Linked DNA regions of Gasterosteus aculeatus: region 1 is linked to region 2. A link is a contact called in public Hi-C data. All regions are on one chromosome and are shown on one strand. Each heading gives the region's core, a stretch centred on a gene start, on an enhancer-like site or on the middle of the called end of the contact. The rest is flanking DNA. Distances are from core to core; before and after follow the strand shown. Region 1 overlaps foxp2 (forkhead box P2). Region 2 overlaps foxp2 (forkhead box P2).

Region 1 (5,178 bases), core at 1,448-3,947, 50 kb before region 2:
GCACACACACACACACACACACACACACACACAGCCAGCATGGCCTGGGGCGATGGTTTGCGGTTAAGCAGATAGCATTAACCTTCAGAGGTTGTGGGGAAGGAGCGGTTTGTCTAATTGTTGGATTGACTCCGTTGCGGGGAGGAGTCCTCTCCTGAGAAAGGCCTTCAAGGTGATGTGCTATTTAGTTTAGTGGTACAAGCCACTCCATTATTTAAACAACGTCTCGGAAAAGCCAGTCATGGAAAACACATTTCTTCCATTTTGAGGCTGTGTAAAGGCAGTCGGTGATGGAGGGAGAGGGAGGGACGGATGAATGCATCTCGTCCTCCATGGCCACTCGCGTCAGCGTCAAAGCGGCGTGGCCAGAGAGAAGAGAGAGCGAGCAATGAAGACGGCGAGAGAGTACACGCAGTCCGGTTACTAAAAGTTAAATGACCTGGGGGAGCGGTAACACTGGCATTCTGTCCAGAGCTGTGCAGATTTGCTCCACTTAACACCCCATTTTCAGAGAGGGGTAAACACGTCTAAATAGATTAACGTATGGATGTCCGGGAGGGCTTACCAAACTCTGAGAGAGGAGTGCACCCTTTGTCCATTACAGGAGTGGTTACACACTATGCAACATGAGCTTTGATGGACAGCGGATGAGAATCATTAAAGTGCGATATCTGTTTGTTTCGCGTGTGCCTTGTGAGCGCACGTCTGTTTCCCCGAAAACATCCTGAAACATTCCTGAAACTCACATTACTCATATTATTTTTCTTTTTCTAAACACTCTTTCTCTCTCAGCTCCATTAAAGCAGAGATGGGAAAAGGAGGGATTTTTAAAGTAATTACAGTTACTCAATATTAATGGGAACTGTCTCACGTAAAATATAGCAGCTAAAACCCTGCAAAGCACACTGTGGTGTAATTAAAGATGAATGTGTAATGGGGTCTATTTATAGAATTAGAACCAACTGTTATCCAAAACGTCCGGCTCACCTCAGCTATTAGCACAAAACAATTCAAATAAAACCAAAACAGAGACAAAGAGAGAAGTTTGATACGACACATATTGCAAATTGAACCTTGCCCTCGGGTCATGGCAAACTGAAGAACATACTGATACCACGGGTTAAATATCAAGCAATTAAACCAACAGAGGGCAGAAGGACAGCGAGTGGAGGACTGAAGGTGGCTGGTTGAACACGTGCTTGCATTCTCAAATAGGTACACGTAAAAAAAACTGTAGGATGTGAGGGGGGGGGGGGGTCTGTGTGTGACACAATTATCTCAGGAAGGGATTCTGGGTCAGAGGATAATGAGTTCACTTCGTTGGTTCACATTCTTATTTTCACTTGACTACCTAAGAAAAAAAGAATGAAATGAACACCGAAACAGAGTTTACAACAGTAGAGTGTGTTCCCACGAATGTACATACAGAACATGTTATCATCACATACGTTGCTTGGAGTAATCTGTTGGTACTCACATGTGTACTGGTGGGGAGTACCCGGGGCTGCCGTGTCCGTTGGTGTCCAGGTGGTCGAGTGAGCCGTTGTAACCGTCGTGGGCAGAGTGCATCAGGGTGGGGGGGCTGCCGCTTAGCGTGCACGGGGGGCTGCAGCCCAGCAGGCCATGCGGGCTCCCGCCCAACATTCCGGTTGGGCTCCCGCCCAACAGTCCGGGCGGACTCAAGCCCGTCAGGATGGACGGATCTCCGCCCAGGAGGCCGTGGCAGCTGCCTCCCATCGGGCCCGTGGAGCCGCTGTTCATGAGGCCGGGGGTCCCCAGCAAGGGCAGGGAGGTCTCAGCCAGGGCCGCCTGCAGGAGGGAGGGAGGGAGGGGAGGGAGGGAGGGAAACGGAATATTGAGGATTAGAGTGTAAATGAAGGTTGGTGGAATATGCAGGAAAGGTATTAGGGGAGAGGCATGTCAAAAGGGGTGTAATAGTTTAAACGTGTAAATGTTGGGAGGCAGGCATGGCGTGTGGAGGGAGAGGGTGGGGGGGGGGGGGATGCATGACATACGGCAGGTGAGAGAACGGTAAGATTTCCTTCAGTAATTATTAAAACACACTCGTCGCAATGTTTTTTTTCCACTCTGTGGCTGCCTATTATCCACCTTGTGACACCTTGCTGACAACCACCTCCCCCCCCAGCTGCCATTCATCTGCCCTTCTGTGGAGTGGCTATTAAAAAAAGTCCCTCAAAACTTTACCTCAAAATAATAAAAACTCCCGACACTTTTGCCTGCTGTGCATTAAAGTTGTATACAGGGATTCAAGTTTTTGCTATAAGCACCTCACCGGCGTACACTATGAAGCCAAATCATTTATGACAGTTTAGATAAATATTAATGCACATGCCCTTGCATTTGCACATGCCACTACCAATCTCTGGTGGCTGCCACAGCGAAGAGAAAGGGAAAGAAAGTGGAGGGGAGTTGCTTCCGGATTTGACCACAGGGTGGCCTTCTGAGTTTGACGGTGTTCAGGATAGAGAGGGAGACAGAAGGAGAAGGGATACAGGAAAAACACAAGCAGAGAATAAGGAGTATAAGGACAACAAAAGCAAAAAAGGCAACCACGTTTGTGAATGTGGAGACAAGCCGCGCTCATTCAGACAGAAATTTGGTCAGCCGGTGTTCAGTCAAACAAACGGGTGGCTGGTGAGTCAGAGCTTCTCTGAGGCTTTTGCTTCATACCTGTAAGCTGGCGTTTAGTGCAGTTCCGTAGCCAAGACTGGAGGGCAGGTTCTTGACAAGTGACGGGCTTCTGGATAAACATTCAAACAGAAAAGAAATGAGTACAACCTGGAACTTGCCTTGTTCCCAATAATGTCATCAGTTTAAACAGAAAATATATTAAATAGTAGTCAAAAAAGCTGCATGGATGGAAGACTAAACAGTCCACATAATTAAAAGGTAAGAAATAACTGGATAGAAAAGGAGACGGAGAGGAGGACCCTAACCCATCAGGCCCTCTGATCCTCCACATGTCGTTGACCTTCAGATCTGGATCTAAGGAGAGGTGACAGCATTCGTACCCTGTGATCTTCTGCGACCTGCGTTTCTGGTACTCCATCTCGTCTACCGTCCACACCGCCCCCTTCACGTTCTCCACACGCACAAAGCACTTGTGCAGACTGAGGTTGTGGCGAACGGCGTTCTGCAGAGAGACATGACACACGGGTCAGAGGGATGAAGTAAAACGAATCACATTCGTTCATTAACCGTCAAGGAAAGAAGAAGGCTTGGAAATAGATTTTTTCTTTTTTTTTTTTGCTTGCATTTGGAAGAAATTCTTAACATTCACGCACCATTGATTTAATTAGTAAAAATTGAGTGAGAGCGAATGCTCTTACAAGTCCTGCACACAGTACATATCAATCAGAGTAAGTAGGCTAAAAGGAGGTAATCAGCATAGCGAATGGCTTATGGTGGTGACAGAAGTGGTAATGCCGGCCTTGATAATGGTGATGTCAGTAACCCTTTCTGCTCCAGAAAAGCATTTCTCTTAATGGACACATCGCTTTAAAGATGACAGAATTGCAAGAAAAAAGACAGTCATCAGGAGGCCCTTGTGTCAGTGTGTGTGTACTGGGGAGTGTGTGTGTGCCTGAAAGAATAGGGAGGATTAAGATGAAGTGTATCTGACATCTATATGTCCAAATATTCTCCATAATGGGTCACATTGGCCGTTGAATAAATGCCTAAATGACACGTCACCTTTCAAACTTCTGAAAAGCTGTGTTTGAATTAAAATGTACGTACAATCATACAATAAACCAGTGGGGTGTTTTTATAATTACAAAATAAAGAAAGCGTATTGAAAAAAGCGCTCCTATATTAATATGACCATACGACCATAATTAAAACATGCATCAGACTCTACAAATAATAACCTTGGCTTTAATATATCTGCCACCCATATTTATCATCTCCCTTATGTCGGTGTGTACTGCTCTTTCTAAAAGAAAAAAGGACAAAAAAAAAAGAAGAAAAAGCTCATAAGCAGATTTCGCATCTGACCTGAAAATCCCAGGATTTGATTGATCTTAATGCCCATGGCTGTGAAAATGATAATTTTAATATTAATGAGCAAATGAGCAGTTTTATTATGCATGCTATATAGTTAGAACTAATAAGCTTCTGGGTGAGAGAAAAACAGAGAGAAAGGGGGGACGAGGGGGGTCTTTTTTTGAGCTGTTCAGACCAAGCTGAGATATTAAACTTCCTTTCTTTTCTTCTTCCCTCTTTAAAAACAAAAAACAAAATCTCACCCGTTAATCAAACGACAAGCCAAACGCTGATCACCGCCCTAATGCTTACAAAGGGAATAGTGGAGATGTGGATGTAAATAGATCATTGTGAGAGCCAGGAGACCAGATATTTCTAATGTCATTGTGATAGCATTGGTATTTTATCACGGGAAAGCAAAATGCACAAAAAAACCCCACATTTGAAATGGTACATTTGTGCAGCAAACATTAGCCGCAAAAACCTCAGAAAACAAATCGTGTCACAACATTACCGCTAAGCAAAACACTGTACCTAACAAACTGGAAAAGGGCACCGATCTTCTTGCATGCCCTCCTGAATTGGTGATCACACGCCCATGTGCTCATTTGCATCCCAAATCCAAATTAATTCACTTTGCTTAAATCTAGCACCGCGCCAGGTCTTGCATACTGATGAGCCGCTGGCCGGGTTTTCCCTCCAGTCCTCTGCTCAGCCACAAAGGCTAAAGGCGGCTAACGCGTGACGCGCGGGAGCCTCGGGACGAACCCCGACTTGCTTTATCAGCAGGCGCCCGGTTAGAACACGCGCTGCAGGAAAGACCCACCTTCTTTACCATCTTTATGGAGGCCTTTGTGTGGCTAAAGAAGGAGTTCTACCTCCATGACGGGACAGTTTTCACATTCCTCCCTGCTTTCGGTTCCACATGCACAAAAAAACCCTTTAACCCGCCCTCAGACACGTATGTGTTGGTGCACACGTGAGCTCCGGTGAGCGTGCGTCTGTGGCTGTTTGAGAGATGGTTGGGCGGGCAAACGGCCATCTTTCCTACTAATTCACCAATGATATGCGAGAGAAGGTGGTTTGGGGACTAGGCGGCGGGGTGTCTCCCATAACAAAAGGTGCTGATGATGGAGTGGCTGCAGTATAATTAGTGCTTCACAGCCCTCTCCT
Region 2 (5,186 bases), core at 1,863-4,362:
TGATGTTGCTGTAGCCACCAGCGGGACCACTGGGGTTGGAGGGTGGGTGTTGAGTTGGAATTGGGGGTGGGGTGGGGAGGGTGGAAGAGGTGGCGGGTCGGGGGGTTGCCTGCGGGACATGCTTGGGTTTGCTACACCGAATACCCCCCCCCCACCACCCCCTCTCTGCACACATACAGATGCAGACACACAGAAACACGCCGTCGTCTATTGTGTGGCCCCGACCACACTGACCACAGGCTTTCAGCTGCCTCCAAATTTACACACACACGCACCAAAAGGACAGCGAGCATCATTACGACCCCGCGGCGTCCCCCATCCACCCCGAAGCATCGCCCTCTGACCCCGTCTCCCACTGCTCTTTTGGCAAACTGTCAAAGCCATCATTCACCGTGAAAAGACACTTGACTCCCTTACTCGGCTGGCGACTGACTTTCACAACTCCTGCCGGCCCCCCGGCCCCCCAAAACCACACCTCCTACACTGCTCCGCAGTTCATTCACCCTCTCTCTGACAGAGCCGATACAATAAAACATGGACATTAATGTTTTTTTAAACAGAATCAGTCATCTGTGCCGGCCGCCACGAGAAAATGATACGACGAATGTCCAATAGGAGAGAATAGCGTCAGCGCATAACAGAAGGAATACTAACGGCGAGGTTCAAAATATCAAAATGACTTTATAGTTGCGGGGACCCTCATGCAAAAAAGGTCTTTCAAAAGGGTCCTGGTCAAAGGTTTCTCTGCCGCCGGTGGGACTGTGGTTAGTTTCTCTACGTGTGTGTGAGCCTCCAACCAGTGCCGAGTTAGGAGGCCCTCTGGTGGATGCAGCGCTGCCATGACATACTAACACACACGCGCGCACACACACACGCTTCCCAAGCGGGTCCGTACGATGCTCCGACGCACACGTTCTTCCCCTTTCTCTGTCTATTTCCCACTTTTTCTCACTGACACACACACATTGTCTAACACAGCCTGATGTTGCTGCAACATAATCTCTATAAATAGAAGCAGAAATCCAGTGTACGCCTTCGCAAAAAACAAATATAAGTCACTGTAAAAAAAAAAATCCCTTTACAGGCATACGCTTCAGGCAAAACAAGCTGACAGCACAACAAGCAACCGTGAAAATTTACCAACAACACAAACAGATGATAAAATAAACAATGTTTTTTTTCTTCCCTCTTGTACTAAAAAACAACCACAAAAAAAACACACCATAACATACTTCATTGTTGCCTGGTGTCTATGTTGAAAAACCCCAGCGCTGCTTGAGCAGAGAGAGCAGAGCGAGGGGAGAACAGAGTGAGAGAGAGAGGGAGAGAGCGGCAGAGAGGCGAGACGGGGGAGAAACACAACTTACCTGCTGTTGTTGCAGATGCAGCAGCTCGACTGTGCTTACTTCGCTGCTCGTGTCACCAGCGCTTGATCTCCCATCTCTACTGCCAGCCTCTAATTGGCTGCTGCTTAGGGTGCTCATTCCATTTTGACTCATTGAACTGTTGCTTATTGTCTCTGTGGCCGACTCCTGCATCATCATGATTTAAAACCTAGAAGTGATTAAGAGGCACCGGTTAGGGCTCTTCTACTCACAATTCCCCCCTTTTTTCCCTCCTTTTCTTTTTTTTTTTTACGCTTCCATTATCAAGCCCTCAGTCCCCCACTGCAAATTAAAGCATTTAAAGAAGAAGGAGGGGGGAAAGGAGAAGGGGTGGGGGGGGATGCAGGAGGAGCAATTATGCATTCATTGTGTAAATGAAGCAATACAAAGAGATGCACATCCTGGTGCTATTTAAAATGGGAGGGGTAGTGTGGCAAATTTTTTATCCATACAATTTGCATGTGGTTCTAAAAAAAAAAAAGTTATATTCTTTTTATTTAAAACAAAATTACATTTGCGCGAAATTAAGGTAAAAATTTGCCTGTGCCATTATGTGATTAAAAAATGAGCATTTGCTCAGTTCTTAATGTCTCCCTCACACTTTAGGACAGCCAGGCTACACAGACAGGACAAACAGGAGCACGGGCACAAAATATCTGACGTCTTGAGGCTGTCTGACTTTCAGTGTGTCACGTCTGAATGAAGTGGCCTAATGACGCAAAGCTAATCATGCAAAATTAAAATTTGGCGGCGGGGAGGAGGGCTGATGATGAACACTATAATGGGTTTGTCATCTGTGCTGTGGTTAAATGAAATCACAGGCTTCCATAGAGGCAGGGTGCTCATACGCCATTCATCGGATCGATTTCTTTATTTGCTCTTCCTGAATGAAGCCTTATATATTCATTTATTTTTTTATATATAAAAAAATAAGACAATTGAACCAAGCTGCAGTCAATGTTTGTTGTGCGGGATTTAAAATGCAAGTCAACACATTTTTAAATAAATATAACTTATTGAATGCATTTTTTTTTGCATTTAATAGATATGTAAAACTGGTTAAAGAAGGATAAAAAAAACAGTGGGAAGGAAAGGAAAAAATCTATCACGAATATCACTAATGATTGTGCTAAAAACAGCATAAATTATGCATATTACCTTCCCTCTCTCCAGTAATAAATGTTTTATCATTTTCTCCTGCATTTAATGTTCGGCACCTTTAGTGGGGTATAAAGGAGCCCCAACATCAGTACACTATCTCCCAATAAAAAAGTGACCCCAAGACCCAACAAAATGCAACAACATGGATCTATCTTGAAAAAATATTCTTATTATTAGTGATTTTTGAGACAATTCAATTTTTTAAAGAAAATAAACTTTGACTACCTTCTGAGCGAAGTTTTGTGCCAATCCACCTCCGTGCAACAAAAGAGGGGCGAACGGTGGAGCTGACTGTGAGTGTGTGTGCGTGTGTGTGTGTGCGCATTTTTGCCCAGCCCACAAGGGTACCATGTGTATTCCTTGGCCGGTAAATACCGTTTTAATAGAAGTGTGTACACGTCTTTACCCGTGTGTGTGTGTGTGTGTGTGTGTTTGATGAGGGGCAGATACAGGACAGGCCTTAAAGGATGTCCACAGCCAGGATAAACAGGATCCAGGCAGCGAGAACAAACAGGACTGAGCTGTTACACAGAGCAGGGCGACAGCTGCCCGGGACACAAGTAAATAGGGAAGAGGCCAGGACGAGGCGTGCTTGTGAACAAACAGGCCGCTGTTTAACACCACAAGCGCTCACTACGGATGGAGAGACGTGCAGAAGAAACAGAAGACGGAGAGATGGAAAGAGAGAGAGAGAGAGAGAGAGAGGAGCAGAGAGGGTGTCAGAAGGGGGGGGGTGGGGGGGGGGTGGCGTGACGGAGAGAGACAGATGAAAAGAATGAGAGTGAAAGAGAGAGCAAAGGAGTGGGAGGGAGGGTGGGAGGGAGGAAGGTGGTGGTGGTGCAGGGGGAAGACTGGCACAATGTGACAACCAATCCGGTGATGAATCTCAGCATAAGAAACTCAAGGCTGCAGCCGAGATCAGCCGGCTAATAAGTATTCAAATTAGGCATAAATTTTACATGCACAATGTTTAAAATATTCAGAGAAAGACTGTCTGATTGCCTTTACTACAATTTTATGAACATTCTAATGGAGTTTGGATCTCTTTTTTTTTTTCTCGCGCTTTCTTTCCTAGAACGGCGATGGATGTGCAGAAAACGTGAAGATATATGAGATAAGGAATTAAGGATTTTTAATAACATCTGAATGCAATGCAAACCGCTATGGAAATCCAAGAAAAATTGGGAATTAAATGTGCTTTTAATGCACTTGCACGTGATGACTGACGTTTAGAACTTCATTCGGATAAAAATAAGAAATTAGACATCACGGCTTGAGTTAAAAAATAAAAAAAACAAAAGCCAATGACATCATTTGAATTTAATACACAAAGAATAAAAGACCCATTCTAATCTCATAATCCATAATCTGATACGTTCTCACCCTCCTCTGAAAAAAAATCGGCACAATGTGTCCAACACCAACGTAATGATAATGCAGATATATGCAAAGTATATTCGCAGAGATCAGATGGTGCTTTAACCTTAATGACAGCGGTGAGATAAATTAATTAGCCATCTAAAGGCGGCATTCAAATCTGCCAATTAGAATGTCAATTAGAAACACAGCCGAGCAGCAATGATGAGCCGGCGACCGAGCTGACGATGTGACTGTGGGGGTGATGGAACTGTCACACACAGTCACACACACACACACACACAATGCTGGAGAGAGAGACAGATAGTGACAATACTCGGCACCTGAGGGTGTGACTGCAGGCACGTGTGTGCCTACATTTGTGTGTGTGTGTGTGTGTGGGCCTACCACGGCTTCCGCCGCGGCCTGTGCCCCCTCCCTGAGGGATACCAGCCCTGACCTCAGCTCAGCCTGTCCCAGACCAACTGGGTCGGAAAGGAGCCACGGATGCCGATATTGTAGCTGGGGGTTCCGTGGCTCTGCTGGCTGCGTGAGCGCGGCTGCCGGCTTGCCCCCCCGCGCGCGTGCGTTTGACGTCCCGTAAATTGCCGGTGTCCTGCGTTTCAGCACACCCACTATTTGATGCCATTTCCTCAAGCCATAATCTTGCAATGAGGGAGAACCCAGACCACTTATTATCGTGGTAGGAGAAAGACAGGAAGGCTGTTATTGGCGTGGTAATGTGCTGGGGGGGGGGGGGGGGGTTCTGAGGATGTATGGCATTGGGGGAGAAGATGATAGTGATAGTAAGTGTTTAGGTTGTGGGGGCGGCGTGAGGTTTAGCGAGAAACAGAAGCGGTAACTTGTCGGAACTTCTCTAGATCTAACCGTCGTGAGCGAGTTTCCGAGGTGGAGGCTCATGAGAAGACATTCCTGATGAAGGAACGATAGACACAGCCAGGCACTTTTATTGGCAAAGCTCCAGACCAACATCAGCTTTTGTCTCATTCCGTGTGCAACCACAGCCTTGCTCGCTACTCCTCTTTCAGCTCGAGCAAATATTTACCCTCGAAATCTCGCACTTCACAAATTTGTCTCTTCCATCAGGTACGGAACCGGAAGAAACTGCCCATGTGGCTCGGGGATCGGGCTTTTTTTTTTTCTCCTCCTCTATCCTCCGAGGAGTGACACAGCAACGGTGTAAGGAGAATTGAGCCTTCCGTTTACCTCAAACACATCTCTTTCTCTTTTTTTTTTTCGCACATACACACCGATCGCACATCA

The links. Hi-C and Micro-C count contacts between places; a contact is called where the count stands out from the background.
Region 1: a contact with region 2 is called in a Hi-C map of skeletal muscle, with 4 times the contacts expected there. The contact joins two enhancer-like sites. A contact is called at or near these places in 2 of 6 Hi-C or Micro-C datasets (skeletal muscle and whole body).

The regions. Positions count from the first base shown.
Region 1 is chr4:28,513,965-28,519,142 of fGasAcu3.hap1.1, reverse strand. foxp2 (forkhead box P2) reads right to left here. Exons shown (of 18, transcript XM_078101794.1): 15 at 3,033-3,154; 16 at 2,692-2,761; 17 at 1,478-1,809. Among protein-coding and RNA genes, the nearest start is that of mdfic, 28 kb to the left of the region's middle. Within about 2 kb of position 2,697, at least 3 of the 9 cell types and tissues checked have open chromatin away from gene starts, as enhancers often do.
Region 2 is chr4:28,464,212-28,469,397 of fGasAcu3.hap1.1, reverse strand. The region is part of intron 3 of foxp2 (forkhead box P2); the gene reads right to left. Among protein-coding and RNA genes, the nearest start is that of foxp2, 40 kb to the right of the region's middle. Within about 2 kb of position 3,112, at least 3 of the 9 cell types and tissues checked have open chromatin away from gene starts, as enhancers often do.